Linked DNA regions of Mus musculus: region 2 is linked to region 1. The links are chromatin contacts, called in public Hi-C maps. All regions are on one chromosome and are shown on one strand. Each heading gives the region's core, a stretch centred on a gene start, on an enhancer-like site or on the middle of the called end of the contact. The rest is flanking DNA. Distances are from core to core; before and after follow the strand shown. Region 1 overlaps Nkain1 (Na+/K+ transporting ATPase interacting 1). Region 2 holds the start of Nkain1 (Na+/K+ transporting ATPase interacting 1).

The links. A called contact is a pair of places that touch in the nucleus more often than the background predicts.
Region 2: a contact with region 1 is called in a Hi-C map of cortical glia, with 2.1 times the contacts expected there. The contact joins the promoter of Nkain1 here to the enhancer-like site in region 1. A contact is called at or near these places in 1 of 15 datasets of contacts at CTCF or cohesin (the NIH/3T3 cell line), 24 of 484 Hi-C or Micro-C datasets (B cells, the G1E-ER4 cell line, the HL-1 cell line and 13 more), 14 of 115 datasets of contacts at active chromatin or transcription factors (CD8 T cells, cardiomyocytes, craniofacial prominence and 8 more) and 1 of 9 other capture datasets (adipose tissue).

What each region holds. Positions count from the first base shown.
Region 1 is chr4:130,537,447-130,542,056 of GRCm38.p6, forward strand. Nkain1 (Na+/K+ transporting ATPase interacting 1) reads right to left here. Exons shown (of 7, transcript NM_025998.4): 2 at 1,606-1,743. Among named protein-coding and RNA genes, the nearest start is that of Nkain1, 34 kb to the right of the region's middle. Within about 2 kb of position 2,460, at least 37 of the 459 cell types and tissues checked have an H3K27ac peak or open chromatin away from gene starts, as enhancers often do. A contact at or near this core is called in cerebellar granule neurons, cerebellum, cerebral cortex and 2 more, where this site is marked.
Region 2 is chr4:130,571,742-130,576,351 of GRCm38.p6, forward strand. It overlaps Nkain1 (Na+/K+ transporting ATPase interacting 1), which reads right to left and starts at 2,295. Exons shown (of 7, transcript NM_025998.4): 1 at 2,088-2,295. The coding sequence starts at 2,141.

The DNA.
Region 1 (4,610 bases), core at 1,210-3,709:
CCATCCTTCATAGTCCTGCATAGCAGACCGGTGTATCTTTTCCCCTTCACTAAGACACAGGGGCTGTCTGAGCTTCTCTGCATCACACAGCTAGGAGGCAGGGCTGGCCCTTAGCCCAGGGCCTTAGAGAGGGAGGAAGCTCCTCTAGATATATTGCAATTACTTTGAGGAGTCTGTTAAAAATACAAATCAGGCCGGGCGTGATGGCGCACGCCTTTAATCCCAGTACTCCGGAGGCAGAGGCAGGCAGATCTCTGAGTTCGAGGCCAGCCTGGTCTACAAAGTGAGTTCCAGGACAGCCAGGGCTACACAAAGAAACCCTGTCTCGAAAAACCAAAAAAAAAAAAAAAAAAAAATACAAATCAGGGCTGGACAGTGGTGGGTGCGGCACGCCTTTGATATCAGCACTGGAGGCAGAGGCAGGCAGATCTCTGAATTCAGGCCAGCCTGGTCTACAGAGCAAATTGCTGGACAGCCAGAGAAACCCTGTCTTGACCACGCTCCCCCCTCAAATTTACAAACTGGGGTTGGAGAGATGGCTCAGCAATAAAACTTTCTCAGCATCAACACAAATCCAGGGCTCAAACCCACCTGTAACTTCAGGACCAGGGGATCCAGTGCCCTATTCTGGCCTCCTCAGGTAACCACACTCAAGTGTACCCCTCCATAATTAAACATAAATAACTAAAGTCTTAAACATGCAAATTGCAGGGCTCAGAGGGTGAGGGCACCTGCCAACAGAACCGGCAAGGCGGAGCTGGGCCTTTAGGAGATGACCGGGAATGAGCGGGAATGGGTCATCTGTAGCTTGGCCCTGCATGTCCATGCTACTGCAGTCACCAAGTATGGATGCAGGCGAATCTACTGAAAAGCCTTTTCCCTAGATATGGCCCCCTGAAGAGGCACCAGGGACCAGCAGGGAGCAGCAGCAGCAGGCCGAGGATGTCGGAGACTAGGTGTCCAGAAGACTATGAGCAGTGGAGGGGAAGCCACGCTACCAGTACCTTCAGACTATGTTGTCTTTTTTTTCTTTTTTAAATATAGGGAGGGTATTTCACTGTGTAGCCCAGGCTATCCTTGAACTCATGATGATACCGTCTCTGTCTCCCAGCTTCTAAGATTACAGATATGTATCACCACGCCTGGCAGACCATATCCTCAGTGAACATCAGGCAGTAGGGACAGAACCCAAGACTCCCTGATGCTTCCTTGCCTCCCTGGGGAACATAGGTGTATGGTCCCTTTTTTGTCCCCATAGCAGGATGGTGACAGTGTAGGAGCCCTCACTCCAGGTCTGCCTCTACCTGCCTTTTTTTGCTATATGTCCTTAGGAAGACTTAACCACGCTGAGTCTGGATTCCTCACTGTAAAGGGGAGGCGGTGGGGCTGTTGTCACAGATGTAGATCTGTGCCCTTAGGCCCTGACCACCCTGGGCAGCTGACATTTACATTATCCTCTGGGAAGATTCTCTAATGAAAAACAGTACCCTGGTTCGTTCTGAGTGCACACTTACGACGACGACGACATTTGGGTATCTGTGTCCTTTGGGGCTTTATGGGTAGGAAACAGTGTCTGGAGAGGCAGTGGCAAGGAAAGGGACATACCAGGATGAGATACCGGGACCGATACTGCACGGTACCAAAGATGCCCAGGATGACAGCCATGATATGCAGGAAGTTGGCCAGGATAGGAGCCCACTGGTAGCCCAGGAAATCGAAGATCTGCCGCTGGAGTGCAGCCACCTGTAGAAGAGACAGGCTGAGACAACTGCCCTGCCCCCCAACAGGACAGAGACTCATCCTTCATACTGTAGACTGAAGACGACAGACTGACCCGAAGCCACCCACTCCCTCAGCCCCAAAGAGATCGGTAACAGCAAGGAGGACATCAAGGCTTCTATGCCTGGTTGTGGCTTTGGGGGAAGGGTGAGAATTTGAGTCACCCTGGTCCTGCCCTCTCCTTCCTTCTGGAGAGTCCATCTCATGACAAACAGTCATGGGGTGAGGATAAAGGCGGCTGCCACCAAGCCCGACTCCCTGAGATTGATCGCCAGGATCCAGCTGCTAAGAGAACTAGCTCCCACAATGTGTCCTCTGATCAGTCCAAGGGTTACCCCAAATAAATAAAAGTAATTATTTTATAATGGGTCTCAGTGCAAGAGCACTTGTCTAGCATGAGAAAGACTGTGGGACATGAGAAAACAGCATCGACATTCTTACCCCCCACAGAGGGGAGCAGAGGGTCTGCTCAGCAATGGCTATGGGGGGATCTGGGTCAAGTGAGAGATCCCAGAGTCTCTTCCTGCCGGGACAGCAGGAAGATACAGGCTGATGTCACCACACAGATGGCACAGCTTGGGCAGAGACCAAAGAAGCTGCAGGCTTGGGCAGGCCATGAGGAGAGCCTGGTAGCGCCAGGCTCAAGCCTGGCGCCTTCCCATCTGCCTCTCGCTGGTGACAACCCTCGCAGGGCCCTGCAGATGGTCAGAGGCTTCCCACGTTCATCTCTCCCTGAACATGCCTTGGCAGAAAGGCAGTCCTGGCACTCTTCTGTCCTCTTGAGGAAAGAGAACATGAAGTTCAGAGGGGACAAATGACTTGCCCAAGGTCACGCAGCAGGCAGGTGGCAGAACAGACCTTCCTTTGCCACCTGCTTCATCTATGTACGAAGGTGCCATGTTTGCCAGCGGGCATTGGCTCGGGAGTCAAGGAGCACAGGTGGCGTCGGGAGTGTGGCTCTGTCTGCTGGGGACTTCGGAAGGGTCACTGCCCTACTGGGCCTCAGGCTCCCTCAGCATGCACAATGATCGGTGGACTCCGCAATCCAGTACTGACTTGGGTGGTTGGCTGACTTTGAGGAAAGAACTCTCTGCCCTTTTCCTTACTGTACTCTTCGCCTTTAAAAAAAAAAAAGTGTGAGTAGGTGAATGCGTATGTGAGCATGTGTATGTATGTGTATATGAATGTGTGTGGTATATGTATTCATGTATGTATACATGTGTGTATGTACTGTGTGTGGTATATGTACATGTGTTTATAAATGTGTATATGAATGTGTATATGAATGTGTGTGGTATATGTATGTGCATGCATGCATGCATGCGTGCATGTATGTGTATGTGTATGTACTGTATGTGTGGTATATGTACATGTGTTTATGCATGTGTATATGAATGTGTGTGATATATGTATATGTATGTATGTGTATGCACTGTATGTGTGGTATATGTATATGTGTGTATACATGTGTGTATGCACTGTGTGTGGTATATGTATGTATATGCATGTATGTATGTATGTATGTATGTATGCATGTGTTTATGCACTGTGTGTGTGGTATATGTATATGTGTGTATGCATGTGTATATGCATGTGTGTGTGTTTAGGTCAGAGGACAACTTTGTCAGTCCTGGGGATAAGACTCAGTCTGTCAGGCTTGGTCTCAGGTGACTGTGTGCAGAGCCATCTTGCTGTTCCCTGCTTTCTATCCTTTGAGCAACTGAGATTGGAACTGGAGCCTCCAGTCCCTCTCCTTTCCCCAGGCCCTCCTGGGTCATGGACATACACCTCAACTGTCACCTCTGTAGGTCGGAGGGGGGCCCCTGGTGGCTCCATCCCCACCTCTGGCTGTTGGCTGCTCCTACCCCACAGGGCTATCACCTATTCACACCAGCTCTGACCAATTCACCACTCAACTGGCATCTCTACGTCTCAGAACAGTTAGTACACCTCTGTGCACACTCCAAGGTCCCCGCCCTTTGGAAACAGTGTGAAGAGGGACGGAGACCTGAGAGCACAAACCCATGTCACCAGTCACAAGACCAAGGCTGAGTAACCTAGGTGTGTTAGTACACCCCATACTCAGGAGGCAAAGAGAATCCAAGTCAGAGGCCATCTGGGGTTGCACAGTAACACCCTGTCTTTTTTTTTTTTTTAAGATTTTATTTATTTATTTTATGTATATCAGTACACTGTAGCTGTCTTCAGACACACCAGAAGAGGGCATCGAATCCCATTACAGATGGTTGCGAGCCACCATGTGGTTGCTAGGAATTGAACTCAGGACCTCTGGAAGAGCAATCAGTGCTCTTAACCGCCGAGCCATCTCTCCAGCCCCAACACCCTACCTTAAAACAACACAAACAAAAGACATTTTTAAAAATCAAAACTGAGGCGCAGGGAGATGGTTCAGTGGGTGAAAGAAGGCACAAACCTGAGAATCTGAACTCCAGCCTCAAAGCCCACTGGGCAGGAGTGGACCAACTCCTGCAAGCTGCTTTCTGATCTCCACATGGATGTACTGGCACAAGTGGGCTTGTACACACACACACACACACACACACACACACACTCTTCATAAATGAAGAAAAATAGAGAGAAATCTATACAATAAAATGTTTTATTCTAATTTGTCAGCTAAATGCACCTTGACTCAAGGCAAGTGGGAATTATTCCCAAATAACACATATGGGTTCTGTCAGAGGTAATGCTCACCTTTAATCCCAGCACTCGGGAGGCAGAGGCAAGCAGATCTCTGTGAGTTCGAGGCCAGCCTGGTCTACAGAGTGAGTTCCAGGACACCTAGGGGCTACACAAAGAAACCCTATCTC
Region 2 (4,610 bases), core at 1,045-3,544, 34 kb after region 1:
ATAACATACATCCCTCATCTCTTAAGTTAAAAAAAGAAAAGGAGTTTGAGCTGGGTGTAGAGGCGCACACCTTTAATCCCAGCACTCAGGAGGCAGAGGTACATGGAGCTCTGTGAGTTCGAAGCCCGCCTGGTCGATAGAGTGAATTTCAGGATAGCCAGGGCTACATAGTGAGACCCTGTCTTGAAACAAAATAAAACAAACAAACAAAAATATATAGTTTAAAACTTAAGCTAGACATCTTGAAACTCCAGCCTCACTCAGGGTACTGAGGCAGGGGGATGGCTCAAAGTTCAAGACCAGCCTGGACGGAAGAGTTAGAACATTTCTCAAACATACAAGAACAATAAACACAACAAGCCAACAAAACCAGGAAGACATCCTTGAGGCTGGAGATGGCTCAGCCGTTAGGAACGCTCTGCTCTTACAGAGGGCCCGAGTTAGAGTCTAAGCACACGCCACCTGTAACCCCAGCTCCAGTGGGCCTGATGGCTTCTTCAGGATGCCGTGGGCACCTGCACTCACACACACAGACACGGATGTACAAAATTTTTAAAAATAAACCTTTTTTTTTTTTAATTAAAGAAAAGGAATTCTCTAAAAAAAAAAAAGTTTGAAGATTTCTTGGCATTTTTATGGTCCTAAAAATAGAAAACGGAGAATATTTCTACTGTGAGCCCAGATCTGCCAAATAACCAGTTCTTCGTTTAGTTTACAAATATTAATGAGGTGTCAAGGGCTGCCCAGCTGCTGGGGTTTTAGCAGGAACAAAATGAGCTGTCTCTGCCCTTTTGGAGTTTCCATCCTACCTGGTGGTGATTAAGCCCCTCTGCCGTCCTTGAGAATGACGCCTGACAGACCAGGTGGCCTTCTGAGGGGCAAAACACCAACACACCAATGTGGGAGGAGAGGAGGTTCTAGCATGGCCCAAGAGGACGATGCTGTGAACAGCAGGCGCCGCAGGGCCGGTGACTCAAGGAAAGGTGAGAGGACAGAGGCCACCAGCACATCTCACTCAAAGCTTCCCACCACCCTGCGCACCTGTGGGGAGGAGCAGGTGCTGGCCGGAAGGCAGATCCAGACCACGGGACCCATAGGAATGAGGCCCCAGGCTCCTCCACAGACCCGATGCTATCAGCAGTTCCTACACAACAGTGTCTTGAGTAGAAGCATAACACAGTTCCAAGGGAGGCAGGAGACCCCCGTCTCTTCTCTATCACCCTCCCAATACATAGGCAAGGACCTCAGCTACTCTTAGCCTCCGGATTCACTCTGTTGCCCTCCAGTTAAAGACCTCATTTTCCCCCAAACTGGGGCCAGCACAGAGCCCCGAGATGCTCTGATTCTTCCCAAGACACTCAAGTGTCCTCATCCAATGGGACCAGGGAACTCTTTACCTGACCCCACCTCACCCGCTGCTGATAGAACAGATGGCTCATGGGACGCTGGAGGACTCGGTGGTCAGACTAAAGAGAACCACAGAGTGAGTCCGGTGCCTGCCAGGTTAGGCTGGCCCGTGATACATCAATTCCTGATCACCCCCCTCAAGGAGGTAGTTCTCCATCCCTGGCCACCCAGTCAGGAGGGTGCTGGGAGGCAGGAAAGCAGCACAAAGGACGGCCGAGGGTTCTCAAAGAGTCTCAGGTCCCACCACCCAAACAAGAAGCAGAAATGGCCAGAGATCTAAAAACATTCCAGAGACATAATACAGGAGCAGAAAGAGACTTTGTGAGAAACGCTCACAGGGGCGGAGCCCAGAGGGATGAGGTACCCACGGAATCAGCGATCTGGAGGGGAACATTCGGGCAGGGACCTCTCCGAGTACACAGACCAGCCTCGGACACACCCCCAGCCCCAAGGGAGCCACAGTCCTGGGGCGCAGCCCCCCAGCGGGAGCCCACGCACCCATTGCGAACCGACGCGTGCAACCCGGGAGCGTTGGACCGTGCGCGCGAGCGCGGGGCTGAGGCGAGGAGCGCACACAAAGGGACAAGCCGGCCCGCGCGGGGCAGACTCCGCCCGGCCACCCCGCACCCCGGGTGGCGCCCACGCACCGCCGCCGCCCCACCCCGCTCCGCGCGGCTCACCAGCTGCAGGCAGCAGAAGGCGACCAGCGTGCAGCGGCCGCTGCACTTGCCCATGGCTCCTCCTCGCGCCGCGCGGGGCCGCGTCGTCTCGATGGCGCCCCGGGGCGGTGGGGCCGGCGACTAGGGCCGGGTCTCCAGAGCCGCGGCCGGCCGGCCGCACCCCAAGTGCATGGTGCGCCCGGTCCGCGCGGGCTCCGCCGCGCCTCCTTTGTCTGCGGCCGGCCGTCGGCACACCTCCCGCCCGCGGCGCCGGCCAGCGCGCAGCGGCCCCCGCAGGCACCGAGCGCGGCGCGGTGCAGCACTGCCCAGCTGGGGCAGCCGCCCGGGCGCTCGGCAGCCGCCGCTTCCCGGCCCACCACGTGGCTCGGCCGCCACCCCGGAGGGAGGCGAGGGAGGGGCGGAAGAGCGAGGGGGCGGGGGAGGGGAGGGGCGTGGAGCGAAGTGGAAGAGTGCGGGTCCTGCGCGCTGGCAGCTCTGGGTCGCGTCCAGACTGCTGTTCCTTAGCCGTGTCACCTTGGGCAGATCACATTACCTCTCTGGACCACCCCCGCCCAGGGGCCTCAGGGGCAAAGTAGGAAAAAAGTCTCTTGGATGCAGTCCTGTAAACCCAACAGTAGCCCTTAGCTTGGCCAGCTGAGGGAGTTGGAGCCACCCTACCCTGGAGTTCCAACTTTGCCCTTTATTTTCATTTGAGTTTTCAGCCCAGCTCGCCAGCCCTCCTGGTTTCCCGGCCACATTTTCTTCTTTCTGTCTTTCCTTCAGAACCTGGTATATCTTGGGTTTATGAAAGCCAGAGTGCGCTTGAAGCGGTCTTCCGTTCTCTTGACTCTTCATAGCTCAGGGACCGGAATAGTCCGGTCCCCAGTTTGGCTTCTCAGAGATCCTCCTGCTTCAGCCTCCCAAATTCCAGATAAACGCGTTTTAAAACACGCAAGACAAGTGGATAGAAAAGCCCTGGATTTGATCCTAGTACTCTCAACAGTGACAAAACAAAAGGCCCCCCAGGTATTCCCAGAATCAACCATCGCACACTAAACACACACACAAGCACATGCACACACGCACACACCACCAAAAAGCAACTGGGATAACAGTGGGGACTCTTCTCAGCCACTGTTAGGGAATGGCAGCTGTGTCCAGCCAGTTTCCATGATTAGCTAGGCTTCCTGGAGTCTGTCCCAGACTCTATACCCAGAGCATAACTTTACGTGGGGACTGGGACCCAGCTTTTATCAAAGTCTCCAAAGAGTCCTGTTTCCCACAAAGGAAGCGCCAGCCCGGTCCCCACTGGATCCCCTGGAGGCTTCGGGTGAGCCCATGTCAGTTCTCTCTTCCATGCTGACAGTGTGCTCAGAAGCCCTCACCGACCCAAGCACTGGACACATGATGCCTCTCTCCTTACAGTGACTGGGTTCTGCTAGGCTCTGACCAGCTCTGCCAGGCTCTTGAATGTCCCAAATGCCACAGACCCAAGGCCTGGCCACCTCACTCCAAGTCTGAGCTACCCTCTGTCCAAGGTCATTTATTTCAATCCTGCCCTACTAAATCCCAGGCTTCCACGCCCTCTGGCCCCTCTCTGCTTTTAGGTTTGTTCTTTATTTATTTATGTTGTATGTCTGTGTTTAGGTTGACACATGCTAGAGCACCCTGTGGCTCTCAGAGGACCATGAGTAGGAGTTAGCTTCCTCTATGTGGGTCCCAGTGATCAAACTCAGGTCTTCAAACTCAGTAGCAAGTGTCTTCACAAAAAGCCATCTCTGAGTCCCAAGGTTGTTCTGCTCTGAGATCCTTATGTGCAGTGCAGTGGACGCTGTTTCATCTTTAGTGTTTTAGTTGAGGCCTCACTCCTTGACCCTTGGTCACCCAGGGAAATCCCCTCTCTGGCTCATTCCAGCCTTCGATACCTCCATGATAGCTCATTCTAGAACCTTCTTAGCTTCCTGTGAGCAGTATGAGGACTCGGTTTGGTGATTTACCTTGGCTTCCCCAGGCCTTGGATCACAGCAGGACTCTTTGGCTGTGAGCAGACTGGGGTAGCATGCATGTTATACACCCTGTGTCTTAATTTGGGTTACTATTTCTAGAATAAAACACAATGACCAAAAGCAAGTTGAGGAAGAAAATGTTTATTAGTTTATGGTTCTGATCCATAATCCATCACTGAAGGAAGTCAGGACAGGAACTCAAACAGGATGATGCAGAGGCCATGGAGGAGTCTGCTCACTGGCTTGCTCCCCATGGCTTGCTCAGCCTGCTTTCTTACAGAACCCAGGACTATCAGCCCAGGGATGGTCTCACTTGGAATGGACTGGACCTTCCCATATCAATCACTAATTAAGAAAGTATTCAGCAGGCTGCCTACAGCCCAGTCTTATGGAGGCATTTTCTCATTTGTGGTTCCCTCCTCTCAAATGGCTCTAGCCTGGGTCAAGTTGACATAAAAGTAGCCAGCCACATGCTGCTTCCCAGCACTGGGTCGGTCCCCGTGGGCACCTTTCTGTTCTGAAGCTTGAAGTTCTTGGA